Regions from separate parts of the Gossypium hirsutum genome. Here region 1 is linked to region 2. A link is a contact called in public Hi-C data. All regions are on one chromosome and are shown on one strand. The core of a region is the stretch at or near the end of the contact, and the rest is flanking DNA. Distances in the headings are between cores, read along the strand shown. Region 1 holds the start of LOC107955296 (receptor like protein kinase S.2). Region 2 holds the start of LOC107955619.

Region 1 (3,837 bases), core at 1,313-3,812, 1.0 Mb before region 2:
ACACTCTTGCAAGCAGTGACTATACCCATGTCCGCCAAGCATGCATTACCATGCTTATCTAGCAGAATCCTCTGTGTGTTAAGGTCTTTGTATGCAACACCATGATCATTCATAAACTTGATTCCTTCTGCTACATCAGCAGCAATCCTCATTATCTCCTTAATCTGAGGCTTCTTGTTCTTCAGCATCAAATCATGGACTGATCCACCTTCCATCAACTTTGTCACGACGCACAAACCATTATTCTCATCGACACAAACACCATAGAATTGCAAAATGTTCCTATGCCCACAAGTCATAAGCTCTAAGAGATCTTTTCGAAGTTCAAACTCATAAGAATTCCCCTTGTCACATCCTTTAAGCTTTTCAATTCCAACACGTTTACCCTTGTAGACGCCTTTAAAAGAGTTGGGTGCAATCTGATCAATAAACTCAAGACTTTCAGAGTTCAATAGCCATTTCCCAATCTCGTCTGCCCCTGATTGAATAGTTTGCCATTCATCAACCAATACGACAAACGATGAAGAGGGCAGAGGCATTGGAAGCTGAATCCTGGCATTTGGATTTTCAATCCCATTTCTGTGAGTTTGCTCACTTGGTTCTTCTTCAATTTCCCCAAAATCTCTCCCTTTAGTACTCTCCTCCTGACATCCACAAAGTCCAAATGGTAGTTTAACAGTGGTCGTCTTGGGCTTCCGAAGAGCAGATTTGAGGGCACTCTCGACATGGGATTTAAAAAACTTGTCTTGGGCGGATTGAACCAAGAAGAGAATAATTCCAAGGGTGAACCCTTTCTTCTCAAATATCTGTATCTTCTTGCAACAGATGGAAGCAGAATCAAGAGCACCAGACATGGCAGACCAAGAAAAGGAAGAATTACAAGCAAATGTGAGCTTAAACACGCAACCTTGTACCTCATCATCAGATGTTTGCTGAATAAATATAGCAGGGTGATCATCCCCTGATGCCTGTTCTATCAATTTTATATGTAGAAATACTTCTTTCATATCAAATCCCGCCTGTGCATAACTGTCAACATAATACCCAATCAAAAGAAAATTACAAAAAGAAAAGCATAATTGGGGGGACGAAGAACTAGAACATTTCAGCAGTAACTAAGGCAAGGCCACTTTAAACATTTGAAGAAAATAATAATAGTAAAAATAATTATAAGAAACCCGAACTTTCACTGTTTGAAAGTCAAGGAAAAACAAAAATGAAAAAACCCCTGCTGATAGGAAACTGCTTTTACGATCCTGTTGATTGTTGTTGCAATTTTCAGAGTACCCTAAACTGAGTAGGAAGAAAGAAGAGGCAAGGGAAGGGAAAGGGACCTGAGAGGCAAGGAATCATAATGCTTGCGGATATTGGAGACAAGCTTCTCAGGCAACTGGCTTCCAGGATAAAGCTGAGTCAAGTTCCGTACAACGGTACCCCAGACCACTTTCCGGCAAACGTCGGGGTTGGAGGAAGATGAAGGGACAGAAGGAACGGGAGGAGGAAGCTGATCACGTGGGGAGGAAGTGTCGAGATTGAGAGAGTTCTTGAGAGAGGCAATGGCCTCCGAGACGTTCCTGCTCAACCTCTGGAACCGTTTGTTCTTGGCGGACGGGGCTTCAAGTTTGGCAGAAGCAGAGGAGGAGGAGGAGGAGGAGGTGTCCTCGGATCGGTCGTTGGAGCGCACCAAAACCTGCTCGACCATGTCGTCATCGGCGGTGGTGGCTCGGCTGGACCAGCACTCGAGGGCTGCAGCCATGGGCGTAGATCCGAGTGACTGAGGTCTCCAAATGGGGGATGGTAATGTAGATGGGAAATGGGTTCAAAGTGAAAGGTAGGGGAGGAGGCGAGGGCGGTGTTGTGTGATCTGCTACAGATGTCTGTCTCCTGCTCTGCTCTGCTATGCTCGTCGTCGTCTTCTTTTTTTTTTTTGAAAAAATTAATAGTATTTCTATTAAATTAAAAGTGTGTGTGTGTGTTGGATTTCTGACAAAGGAGGGAAATGTGGGGGAGACATCGGAATCGGACCGGGGGGGGGGGGATGAGGTGACACTCAATGAGTTTGAGCCTTAAGGAGGCTGCCTGCCTATTAATTTGACTTCATTTCTTACTTCATACGATGGAAGCACCACAAAAGGACACACTACATCCTTCCCTCTTTGGTCTTCACCTCCATGCTTCATCCATCATCATGCATGCATACTCACTCCATCATTATCCTCACTATTACCATTTTTACTTGCTAATAATATATCAATCATCTTATTATCTGAGTCCACTAAATTACAAATAAAAATTTATGTTTCCTATTCATTCTCTTAACTGTTATTTTATCTATCTCTACCCTTATTTTTTTTAAAAGAAAAAAATATATATATACACTTTGCGTTGCATTTCTTGCTGCAATTTGAGATTGGAAATGGGGAAATGGGCTTTTCTGTAAATTGCAATAGGTGAGAGATGACATGGTATGATGATGGTAAAACGTTAGAAGGGGGGTTCTCTGCCAATGCCATGTGACCCACATTCACGAATCATGTGAAATCAAAACCAATGAAAGAAAAGGGCGGGGGGCGGGGGGGGGGGGAGATGTATTTTATGGGCGTTGATTAAGGTCAGTTTAGGACATTTATTTCATTGCAGTTTCCTGGGTCCCACATGTTCGATGCATCAACGCATAAAATAATCAAAATGCACATCCACCTGGTTAGTTCTACTTTTTTGTCGCCCTCCCAATGCATTTTTCTACTATCTAGCAGTAATAACAAGTTGTGTTAGTTTATTTATTCATTCTTTTTGTTATTGCAAAAATAACATATAGAAATAGGAACACTCACTCCATGAACAAAAATGTTTCTTGTGTCAATCCAACATCAGTTAACCCAAACCAAAGGCCAGTTACTATAATTACCACAACAAGATTCATTCCATTTGCATCTTATATAATAATACAACACTCTATATGACCTAATAAAAGCTCCTCCTTTGTGCATGTTGATGTTATCTTCTACTTCTAGGTAATAAGAGTAAGCTGCAGTTTAGGGCGGTTCGGTTGGGGTTCCACAACCTCCATGTGGATCCTCACTGATTGCAGTACACTGTAGGAAAGGCTATTACTATTACTATTGTCCATCTTTACAATCTTCTGCTGCTGCTCGTCCACATGCCACTCCCCGCTTCCCTTCTCTCCTCTGCCTGTCAAGTACACCGGGCCTTCTATTCCATATCTGTTCGTTTTATATAACATACACTCATGTTACATTTTTCTCTACCCAACAAACACAAATGCCAAAACATTATCTTTTCTCGCCTAGACACAGCAGATAGAAAAAGAAAGACACGAGGAACATATACAGATAATCCAGCATAAAGGATCTAAGTTCATACTTGGGCACAAACACAATGAACCCGTTGGACCTTATCTTCACTATTCTGGCTTCTGTGTCAGTGGGCCTGCAGCATAAGATAAAAAAATAAATTCAAAACATGAGCAATTATTCATTATGCTCTATAGAAGGCAGTTTCAATTCCATGGGAGAGGCCAAGGCAGTTACCGTTTTCTGAAGTAAATGAGAGTATGGAGCTCAACAGAGGCCCTGCTTGCCATTTGGGCATTCCTATGTCGATAATTCAGATCTGAAACAGGTAAAATGCATAGGAAGCTGAGAATGGATATCATGGGTATGTGAAGTTTGTTACCCAAATCCATGGGAGCCTCAAAAACAGTATGAAAGGAAAAAAAAACTTACTATCAGCAATGCTAGTTAGTTGAGATCTGTCCTGGAAAACTGGTGGAAGCTTATCGATCCCTAGAGATGCAGCAAGCAACCTGTGCACAAT
Region 2 (3,755 bases), core at 1,034-3,533:
CAAAGATATAAGAAATCAAAATAGTGGTTTCCATAGGTATATGAGTCAAATTGTAATATAGTAAAGTGTTATGGCAGAACACAGAGAAATATTTCGAGAATCATATTTAAGGGAGGATGAATTAAATCTATGGAAAATCTCTTTACAAGAATAAGTCTAAATAGTAGAGTTGAATTCTATATTACAATAAATCATAAAAGAGACGAATATTAGGAATTAAATAGCGAAAATAAAAAAAAAACAATAAAACAAACAAATGACTAAAGAAATTAAATCAATAAGGAAGATTAACTCGTTTTAGGGGTTGTAATTAACTTTAGGTTAGGGTTTTAGGGTGGATTAGCTATTGACTAACCAATTATTATCTCCTAGCTCCTAACTGATTATCTCCCAACCTCACTTTCTCAACCAGGATAAATTACGATTTACTCAACAAAACTTATCTTCCGATCTCGTTTAATCTTTGATTACCTCCTAAGGTTGTTAAGCCTAAGGTTTAAGAATGCTTAATCTATACCAATTGATCCTATTGGGAAACCCTTAATCCTCTGTTAATCATGTCCCTATCCACTCGTTAATCTCCCCTAAGGGATTTAGTCACTTACGATATTTATAATCTCAATCTCAATTGAAATAAACATGTAAATAAACACATTTAAATCTGAAAAGAAAAGAGATGATGAAATAATCTTGTGGATGGCAGTTGAAGCACGGAGTAGTAAATTTCTCGATTGGGATAAAAGAGTTGTCGCTTGTGAAGGAAAATAACAACTACATTTGAATTCAGGTCACCATTGTATTTAGTATAATAAAATGATCCTACGAGACTATCTAAGTTATTCTTTGAATATTGATTGTGGATTTGAGTAGTTAATTTATTTTAAGCATGTTTATTCTTTTTATTTTTGTCACTAATTTTATATATTTTGAATTTTGAATTGTTTAATTTTAAATCATGTGCTAAATTATTTTAAATAAAATATAATTAATGGATTTTCCCATAAATTTTTATGGGAATTAAAACTATATATTAATTAATGTTAAGAACTATATTTTAATTGTATTTTTACTGTTTTTTAAAGAATAATATAATAGTTCCATTTTAGTGGAGTGGGATAAATGGGACAAACAATTGTCGTAGTCGCTCTATATCCATTGTTCAAAAAAAAAAAATTTCATGTATCTTGTCTCCTATTCATTTTTAAAAAAGTGAAACAGATTGATTCGAACCCATTGAGCAGTTTGAATTTTGTTACCCATATCTAAATCACTTAAGTCATTGGTGTTGATCCTAGTAAAATTTTTATAGGGTAAACTAGAAAAATGATCACTTAACTATGCCTTTCATTCTATTTTGATCACCCAGATATTAATTTTTTCAATTTAGTTACTAAACTTTTCGAAATTAAATACTTTAGGCACTCTAGGTTGATGTGGGCTAGTAACAAAATTAGCCCTTTAATGTTTACGCGTTCTATTAATTTGGTCCTAAATATAAAAAGATAAATCTAACTCTCAATGTTTACAAAATTTTCCGTTTTAGTTTTAATTATAAAAAAATAAATTTGGCCCTCAACATTTACAAAATCTATCAATTTAGTCCTAACTCTAAAAATTAAAAAAATTAAAAATATTTTTAGCCTTTTATAAAGCATTGGATAACCCATGTGAGATATTTAAAAAATCTATCAAGTCTTGAAAGAGGGTACTCTTTTTCTTATTTCAATATCTCACAGGGGTTAGTCAATTGGTTATATAGGACTAAAAATGATTTTTTAAAAAATATTTTTTAATTTTTAGATTTAAGACTAAATTGATAGGTTTTGTAAATATTGAGGGCCAAATTTATTGATTTTTTTTAGAATTAAAACTAAAATGACAAATTCCATAAACATTGAGGGCTAAATTTGTTGAATTTTTTATATTTAGGATCAAATCGGAAGAATGTGTAAATATTAGAGAGATAATTTTATTACTAGACTAATAGAAAGGCCCACATCAGCTAAAGTACTAAAATATTTAATTTTGAAAAGTTTAGTAACTAAATAAAAAATATTAATAGTTGAGTGATCAAAATAGAACGAAAGGAATAATTAGGTGACCATTTTTACAGTTTACCCTTTCTATAAGAAATCTTTTAAGTTAATTTAGTAGGCATAGGCCCAATCCAGGGAGGGCTTTAACAAAGTTATTAATAGCAGAAGAGTAGCTTATGAGCAGAGTCCATCGGGCCTCAGCCCAAAGACTTTTCTCAAATCTATTAAGTACGAACAAATATGGGCTGCTAACTGCGAAAGCACAAGCTGAGAACCCTCCTTTGTCCTTAATCGGGTTCTTCAACAATCAAGCAGCCGGCTGGGCAGCAGGGATCAGACCAGCAAACAAGCCACAAAGCATTATCATAACATGACCTAATTCAGATATTCATGGCGATTTTGGTGAGAGCCAAAAGTTTCCTCTCTTCTTCTCTCAGTTCCTTGACTCGCTCTCAGGTCTCTACATGCTTTTATTTTTCTTTTTGTTTCTTTGTCTTTGTGGCAATTCGTCGAATATCTTTCCCACAAAAACCAAGTCTTACTTGCTGTTTGTTTTTGGCTTAGAGGTGCAACCACACACTTGGTGAAAGAGGTTTGCAAGCTGAATTGTATTCTGGAATGGCTCCAGCCCCTAATCCCGCTCTTCGTCCAAGTATCACTCTTTAACTAATTTAACCTTCTGTTCGGCATTTCTTTTTTTCAATCATTTTCTTGGAATTGAACCCTCGATTCTTGTTAAAAATAATGTAGTTGACAAGTCAAAATGGAAGAAGATTCAAGCGAGCAAGGTCGGGATATCTCTTTCCATGATTTCGTATCCATCCTGGATTGTATTGAAAATTCTACATGAAGGAGGTAATCATCTTTTACATTACCCTTTTTTTTTTGTTAACAAATTTACCTATTTCTAAATTGCTTCCTATTTCCAAAGCCTCGTTAGTATTGGTTCTTTAAGCTAAGAAATGCCTGTGAATCTTTCAACTAAGTTTATTTTGCTCCTCTAAGTTTACTCATTCAATTTTGTACCGAAAGCAACGCTACTTTATTTTTCCCTGTAGTTATATTTTTCTTTACATATTTCAGGTTTTGAGGCCTATTTAGTTGGGGGCTGTGTTAGAGATTTACTACTAAATAGAACACCTAAAGATTTTGATGTGATTACCACTGCAAATCTTAAACAGGTTTGGTCACAGTGTTCTCAATATTCTTCTCATTCCATTTTCTTTAGTTAGAATTAATAGGATAATGTGGGTTGATATAAAATGTTTTCTATTGCCTGTGTAATATCTTGCTACAGATAAGAAAGAAATTTCATCGAGCTGAGATTATTGGAAAGAGATTTCCAATATGCAGGGTGCATATAAAAGGTTCCATAATTGAGGTCATTTTCTTGGTTTATTACTATGGGTAACTTTTTATGTAATTTCTTCTGGATTAGAATTGCCTCAGTAGTGAGAAATTTCTTAATATGCAGTGTTTATTTTGTATGTTCTAATAGGTATCAAGTTTTGAGACAGTTGCAAGACATGACGCAGACAAAGAAAAAGCTTTATCCTCTTTATTACCAAAGATATGTGATGAAAAAGACTTAATCCGCTGGAGAAATAGCAGGAATCGGGACTTCACCATTAATAGGTATTATTAGTTCTCATATATGTTTATTTTTTATGTTTATTCCATGGAACGAGCTACTATAGCCTATGTATTAGCTTGTCAAAA

What was found. Hi-C and Micro-C count contacts between places; a contact is called where the count stands out from the background.
Region 1: a contact with region 2 is called in a Hi-C map of leaf, with 2.0 times the contacts expected there. The contact joins the promoter of LOC107955296 here to the promoter of LOC107955619 in region 2. A contact is called at or near these places in 2 of 34 Hi-C or Micro-C datasets (both in leaf).

What each region holds. Positions count from the first base shown.
Region 1 is chrA07:68,541,143-68,544,979 of Gossypium_hirsutum_v2.1, reverse strand. It overlaps LOC107955296 (receptor like protein kinase S.2), which reads right to left and starts at 2,562. Exons shown (of 3, transcript XM_016891032.2): 1 at 1,335-2,562; 2 at 1-1,029. The coding sequence starts at 1,756. It overlaps LOC107955297 (exosome complex exonuclease RRP44 homolog A), which reads right to left. Exons shown (of 24, transcript XM_016891034.2): 21 at 3,747-3,837; 22 at 3,552-3,633; 23 at 3,385-3,450; 24 at 2,839-3,224. The coding sequence ends at 3,011.
Region 2 is chrA07:67,543,504-67,547,258 of Gossypium_hirsutum_v2.1, reverse strand. LOC107955619 reads left to right here and starts at 2,283. Exons shown (of 14, transcript XM_016891416.2): 1 at 2,283-2,492; 2 at 2,601-2,688; 3 at 2,787-2,891; 4 at 3,120-3,217; 5 at 3,334-3,417; 6 at 3,535-3,671. The coding sequence starts at 2,427.